2 separate regions of the Mus musculus genome follow, and region 2 is linked to region 1. Evidence: chromatin contacts called from public ChIA-PET data. All regions are on one chromosome and are shown on one strand. The core of a region is the stretch at or near the end of the contact, and the rest is flanking DNA. Distances in the headings are between cores, read along the strand shown. Region 1 holds the start of Zdhhc2 (zinc finger, DHHC domain containing 2). Region 2 overlaps Mtmr7 (myotubularin related protein 7).

Region 1 (3,598 bases), core at 971-3,470:
CAAAGAGTTGAAAATCCTTCACAAATATCGTAAGTGTGAACAATGGGTGTTCTAGTAATAAAGCGTGATGATAAAGTAATAAAAATCTGGCCTATAAAGGTGTTAAACCTGCATACAGCTTATATTGAAAGCTGAGTAGGATGTTTGCTCCTCCTGGCTGACCTCAAGCCCTGAAGGACTATGGAGGATGGTACAGGTGTCAGTGGGTATCTGAAGGGCACAGTGGCACTCCCAGGATTGAGGGTGGGGTCGACCTCCTTTGAGTCTTCAGTAATGTCCATTCATCTTCACCAGCAGCTAGCTCATCTTTACGAGGTATCTTGGTTCTGATATGGGAATCACAAGCTGCCCCCCCCCTTTGGTCTCATTATTTTATGAATTGGAAGTTGGTAGAGGATATTGAATCCACGGTCTCAAACATGCTAAACACGTGGACAGGGGAGCTACCCCCTCGATTCCTTATTCTAATCTGGTTAAGATGTGAAGCTGATTTCTAGGGGAGGAGCTAAGGATAGCAGGGGAAATTCTGTTTTCATTTTAATCTGCCCTAGAGAGTATCCAAACAGAATAAAACATCACAGCAAAATAAAGTGACTCACAGGCTAAGAACATTTCAGTGACTTAAAGTCCATCATGAGTCTGACTACTATTTCCTATGTACTTTTTTTTTCAAATTCTTTTTTATTTTTTATTAGATATTTTCTTCATTTACATTTCAAATGCTATCCCCTTTCTTAGTTTCCCCTCCGAAAATGCCCTATTCCCTCCCCTTGCTCCCCAACCCACTCATTTCCGCTTCCTGGCCCTGGCAATCCCCTATACTGGGGCATAGAACCTTCACAGGACTAAGGGCCTCTCCTCCCATTGATGACCGAATAGGCCATCCTCTGCTATATACGCATGAGTCCCACCTCCTGTTTTCTCTGATTGGTGGTTTAGTCCCAGGGAGCTCTGGGGGTGCCGGTGAGCGAGGTTGTTTCTGCGTTGATGCAGTAGCTGTTTCAGGAACATTGGCTTGATATTTAATCCAGTCTTGGGAAGATAATTGAAAAGCCAGGAGGACATAATTGGAGCTGGGTTTCTATACTTCAGCATTCTTATCACGTTTATCAAGTAATTCTACCCAATCTGGTTGTGTGGAGTAAATATAGTATTCATTAATGATATCTGGTACCTGTTACACATACTAATTGTTTATATAATGGGAGGAGTAATCTCAGAAACACGTTCCTTTCCCATTCACCAACAATTAACTGTGGGATGTTTGTTCTAACTACCATTAGAATCACGTTCCAGTGGTTTTGACAACCGCTTTAAACTCTACTATATGCTAAATTTAGAATCGCTATCACAACCAAAATCACTGTCAGGCTGGATAGGATGGGAAAGAACGCAGAGAAGGAATCGCTTGGCTCTTGGGAGATGGGGACGGTAAACTTTACTCTTAGAATCACAAGACAGTTTAACACAAAAAGAGAGAATCTTCTCTCAGCAAAGATCTGCCAGCCCTAACTCTAGTTACTGTCAATGGATTCACAACGTAAAATTCAACTTGCTCCCTCTGGCTAGGGCCTCTGGCAACCCTCTTCATGGCGATCTGGGCACCTAGGTAGGCGTTCTCATGCCCAAACACCATCATTTCGCTGGTCTGTTCTGGAAACTGACCGCACTTTGGCTACTCTCAGCCAGTTTACTGGCACCCACAAGTTAAAGCGAGAATTTTCCTGACAGATGCAAGGGTGAGGGCCTGGGCGCCTAAGGACTTGGCGCAATCCTCCCTGGGCCTGGCCGGTGAGGAGTGGGATAGCAACTGGCTGGTCCCGGGGGCGGGGCGAAGAGGGGCTGACGCTCGTCCTCCTACAAGCGACACCTTGCAGCTCGTCCCCCTCCGATCCGCGCCCTGGGAGTGGCTTGCGGCTGGGGAGGGTGACCCAAAGCGAGTGTCAATTCTCATCACAGTCCCGCGATCCAGGGCCAAGTGCAGGGGCGGGAGGGCCAAGGTGGGCACCGGGTCGCCACCTCGAGCGCCCCTGCGGTGGCCCAGGGCAAGGGCGCACGGGTAGCCGAGAGTCCGAGGGCGCCGTGGGAGTCCGCGTCCGGATCCCTGCACCCGCCCGAGGGCGCAGCCCGCCGCGCAGTGGGAGGCAGCGAGGCGGGGACCGGGCGGGGACCAGGCGGGGGCGGAGCGGAGCTTCCCGCCGCCTCGTCGCCTTCGTCCTCCTACTCTGAGCCGCCGCCTCAGCCCGGCAGAGCAGCGGGAGTCCGCGGCGCCCGCTCGCTGCCGCGGGATGGGGAGCTAGCGCCACGGCGGCCGCGGTGGCCGCAGCACAGCCAGCCGCCGCCCCCGGGCCTGTCCCGTCGGGTGCTCCGGGAGCCCCGAGCCCGGCCCCGAGCCAGGCCCACGGGCGGCGGCGGCGGCAGAGCTGGGCAGGTGTCTGCGGCTGGAAGATGGCGCCCTCGGGCTCGGGCGGCGTGAGGCGGCGGTGCCGGCGGGTGCTCTACTGGATCCCGGTGGTGTTCATCAGCTTGCTGCTGGGCTGGTCCTACTACGCCTACGCCATCCAGCTGTGCATAGGTGAGTGGGTGCCCGCGTCCCGAACCCCACACGCTGTCCCCTCGCGGTCCCGGGACTACAGCCCCGCTCTGCGATTGCTTCCACTCTGTGCATCCGCTGGGTTCTCCCCACCCCGCCGCGCGCCCTGGGCGCTTCCCAATACCTGCTTGCCTGCCGCCCCAAACCTCTCTCCCCACCACCACCACCCCAAGCGGAGGTCAGCCGGCCTCCTGGAGACCTCCTGCACTCTGTCACTCCCTTGGTCTCCCCTTGCCGCTTTTGGGTTACTGGGTCACCTCCACCCCAGGACGCACGGCCAGGAGTACCCCCTTCTGCCTTTTACTCACCACTGCCACCCCAGCCACACCCTCTCACCGAGCAGGACAGAACAGGGGACCACTGTGGTCACTGAGGCTGGGAAGCTGCCCTGGAGGCCGGAGAAGCTGCCCTGAAGGCTGGGCCAAGAATCAGAGCTGCGCCAGATATGCGATGGGGAAACACTGGCCTTAACCTCGCTCGGATGGCAGAGCCAGCTTCTTTTCTGATGGCCATAGACCCACTTTTTAAAAAATGATAACAGTACTCACGAGCGTTGTAACCGCCTGTGTGGTTTGAGGGTTGATAATTAGCCACTTTCTAATTCAAAAGGAGGCAGGAAGGGCGAGCCACTAGAAAGTATCTTTCGAAGACCTGTGAGAAATATAGAAGACTATAGTTTAGATGCTGGGAAAATAGAGAGCGGGGCAGGAAAACCATCATCTGAAGTGCATAGCATCCAGAGAACCAAGTGCCCCAGTCCAAGATAAAGCTCCTGAATTGGTGGGTGGGGCACTTTCAGCACTGAAGATTTGTTTTTTTAAGGTTGATTATTCATAAGCAGGGAATACAGTTATGAAGCTTAATGTAAACTTTCTGCCTTAGGAGGTTCCGTGAAAGCTGATGTGTGTTATCAGGAAGAAATGTTCACACAGGGGATGACTCTTCTGCCAGGGATACGTGAATATTTTGTCTGATGTTTACCCACTGAACTTACTAACCTTTGCC
Region 2 (3,149 bases), core at 406-2,905, 160 kb after region 1:
TTCCAGAAATTACATATGCATGTTGCTCTCATGGAACTGTGTACTTTTAAAACGTTATGGCCTTACATAATTATTTTCAGGGCAGTTTCAGCTAAACCTCTGTAATGAACTTCATTAAATGCAACAAATCAACAGATCCAACGAGCCTGATGTTATATGAACTACACACTTATTCTGCATCTAAATTCAAGGTCCAGCCTTCTCATCAGCCCCGCCCCATCTCTTCTGAACATGTATAATACGTGATAAGCAAAGCACTCTTACTACTACAGTTCCTGCATATATAACATATGCTCACACTTTAAATCACTTAGGAGTTACAATGGGAGAAACGGCAGGCAGTTTTCCTTAAAAGCAAGTAGGAGAAAACCTCTTCAAAGTCAGTCTGTAATTCACATAACAAACACAAGGTGGCGATATTTAATCTATCATACAAACTATTTTTTAGGAGCTCTACTTATTTAATGTGGCAAAAGCTGAACTTTCAAAGCAGAAACACAGGTTTAGAAATAATAAACACCCAAAAAAGATATTCCAGACTGAGACAGACAGACAGACAGACAGACAGACAGCTACCTTTAGGAGAACTGGGCCAAAGCCTAGCACAGGTGTCAAAGAGTGCTCTTTCTTCTCCTCACTAACTTAACTGTGGCACACTCTTGGAAATACTAGATGATTTTATTGCCTACAGGTATGACCTACAAATAAGCTTCTCAAAATGTCCCCTTCGCCATCCAGGGACATCTTTCACGTATTTAAGAGTACAGGATGAAATCTTGATCCAGGCTAATTTAAATTTTCAACCCATATATGATGCAAAACGGTCTCTTTCCCTGGGTACAGGCTCCGTGAGGTGATGAGGGCTCTCCCTTCCCGTGGCTTCTAACAGGCTCGCCTGCTCTGTGTAGTTGGTAGAAGGGACCATGTGGAAGAGATGCAGTTAGATAAACAGCTCTTTGCAAAGCTAGGCAATGTCAGTTGTCTTACTGGTTGACAGTGCTTCTGATTGCTAATAACTGGCTGTCTCTGCCTTCTCCGCATAGGCATCCAAAGGGTGACTTTCCTAAGGCACACAGTATAGGCTCCTAGAAGTACTGTGCCACCTTTCACTCGCATACGAGATCCACTGTGGCCTGAGCCTAGACCAGCAGCCATTGCCAGCTACATTAGCCCCAGGTCCCTCTCCGGGGGCCTCCATGATAGGTAAGCTGTGTTAGCAAGGTTTTATCAAGTTTGTTAAGGTCCAAATTAAGCCAAAGGATATTTGTCCATCCTTGCACTTACAAAGAACAGGACTGAAGACTCTCCCCTCACCTGCTACAAAACACAAATGTCTCTCTCCCACTCTCTTTCCTCTGTCAATGGCCACCTTCAAACTTTATGCATATAACCAGGAAATAAGATCCCAGGTTCCCACTTTTCAGGTACCCTGAACTTCATAGCTGTATCTTGAAGATGTCTCCTGCATGGGACCCAGTGAATAGACATTACCTCATTACCAAGAAAGAGAGAAATACCCTATGACTTCCTGTTAGACAATGAAACAACCCCTGGCGCCGTGACACTAAGGCCACAACCACAAAGCAGTCCATGGAGCTGAGGCATGTCACAGGGCCGGTCACCACAGAAGCAGGTGACTGACTCAACCTTGCCCCTGCCTTTAGGACTCACACTTCCTCCATAGCTTAGACAGATGACAGCCTTAACTTCAGGACTCATACTTCCTCCATAGCTGGTAGGCAGGCACACAGCTTAGAGCCCTCCTGCTCCACTGGCTTGAGGTGACTTTGGCTCAGCCTGGAGCTGGGTGTGTGATCAACTTAGGTGTCAACCCTCTAGAGTCTGGAAGCGGGGACAAGGGTCCCCTAGAGATGTTCTGGGAAACAGAAACAAAAAAGCCACTGGCTTTGATGTCAAATAAGCTTGTATTTAACTGAATGTGGCCTTGGGTCTAAACCGTGTGGTCTCAGTGAATTACCTAACCTCTTTAAAGCTAAGTCCAGGAAAAGACAAGAAGCCTCCCAATCTGCAGAATTCTTCCAAGAGTGAAATGAGAACGTGCTGAACATTTTTGCAAGCTCAACAGAATGCCAGCATATCTGACAGAAGAGGCTGAAGTACAGAGACACGGTCCTTGTCTTAGACCTCCACAAATACCGTTCTGACTCAATTCCATGTGTTAATGTACCAATCTCTAGCAACAGCTGAGACCAAGGAGACTTTTCTCAGTACATACTTAAGGCTTTCACTGCCTCTGCGGCCCATCACTGTCCCATCAGTGAACAAACAATTCAAAAGGCTTTCATCTGGGTGGGTGGCTTGGGAAGCCCTTGTGTGGACTTAACCCCGCTCAGAGACCAAGGATCAGGACCCTGGGAGCTGCCTCCCAAGCCTTTGTCTTTATTATTATTATTATTATTATTAATTATTATTATTATTATTATTATTATTATTATTATTATTATACTAGGAAATAAAGCTGGATGCAGAAGGCAAGGACTGAGGACAACCTGCATGCCGCCATGCAACCCTTCTGTGGCAAACATCTGCATACTTTCCTGGTGGCCTAGGAAAACTACCGCACCTGAGGGGTGGGAATCAACCAACGTGGTCATGAAAAAAAAGAAGAAAGGAAGGAGGGGAAGACAGGGAGAGAGGAAAAGAGAGAGGGAGGGAGAAAGAGAGGGATAGAAGAAAAGAGAGAGGGAGAAAGAGAAAAGAGGGAGAGAAAAGAGGGGGAGAGAGGAGGGGAACACAAAGCTTGAAGCAGTTTTTACAAGCCACATCTTTGCACCTGAGAAGAGAGCACCCAACTTTCTTTATCTACTGGATCAGAGTCAACTTCTTACCACTTAACAATAAACAAAGTGAGTACTAAATATACCCTTCAAACTGAATCCTTAGGACTAAGAAGGTGGCTTTAAATACAGACAAGGCCTGGTCCTGTGGCTGCCACGTTCTAATAAGGACTTACACTACAGGGACCTAACTTGGATCACTGGCTCTTAGGAGGTCAATCTGTTTATCCCTGTTTAAAGCTGGAAAAGTAGGGTAGGAAAAGGATTTCCAGTCTCCACTCAGTAAAGCCCTGAAGCCTGAGTTTGTCTGCAAAATGTCCTCTGAGAAGCACATAACTTATCAGAAAATAC

The links. ChIA-PET counts read pairs in DNA pulled down with a chosen protein or histone mark.
Region 2: a contact with region 1 is called in an RNA polymerase II ChIA-PET map of memory CD8 T cells, with 12 read pairs. The contact joins the enhancer-like site here to the promoter of Zdhhc2 in region 1. A contact is called at or near these places in 1 of 484 Hi-C or Micro-C datasets (embryonic stem cells), 3 of 115 datasets of contacts at active chromatin or transcription factors (effector CD8 T cells, embryonic stem cells and memory CD8 T cells) and 2 of 9 other capture datasets (adipose tissue and pancreatic islet).

Annotation. Positions count from the first base shown.
Region 1 is chr8:40,421,595-40,425,192 of GRCm38.p6, forward strand. It overlaps Zdhhc2 (zinc finger, DHHC domain containing 2), which reads left to right and starts at 2,221. Exons shown (of 13, transcript NM_178395.4): 1 at 2,221-2,575. The coding sequence starts at 2,449.
Region 2 is chr8:40,583,231-40,586,379 of GRCm38.p6, forward strand. The region is part of intron 6 of Mtmr7 (myotubularin related protein 7); the gene reads right to left. Among named protein-coding and RNA genes, the nearest start is that of Mtmr7, 50 kb to the right of the region's middle. Within about 2 kb of position 1,656, at least 101 of the 459 cell types and tissues checked have an H3K27ac peak or open chromatin away from gene starts, as enhancers often do. A contact at or near this core is called in effector CD8 T cells and memory CD8 T cells, where this site is marked.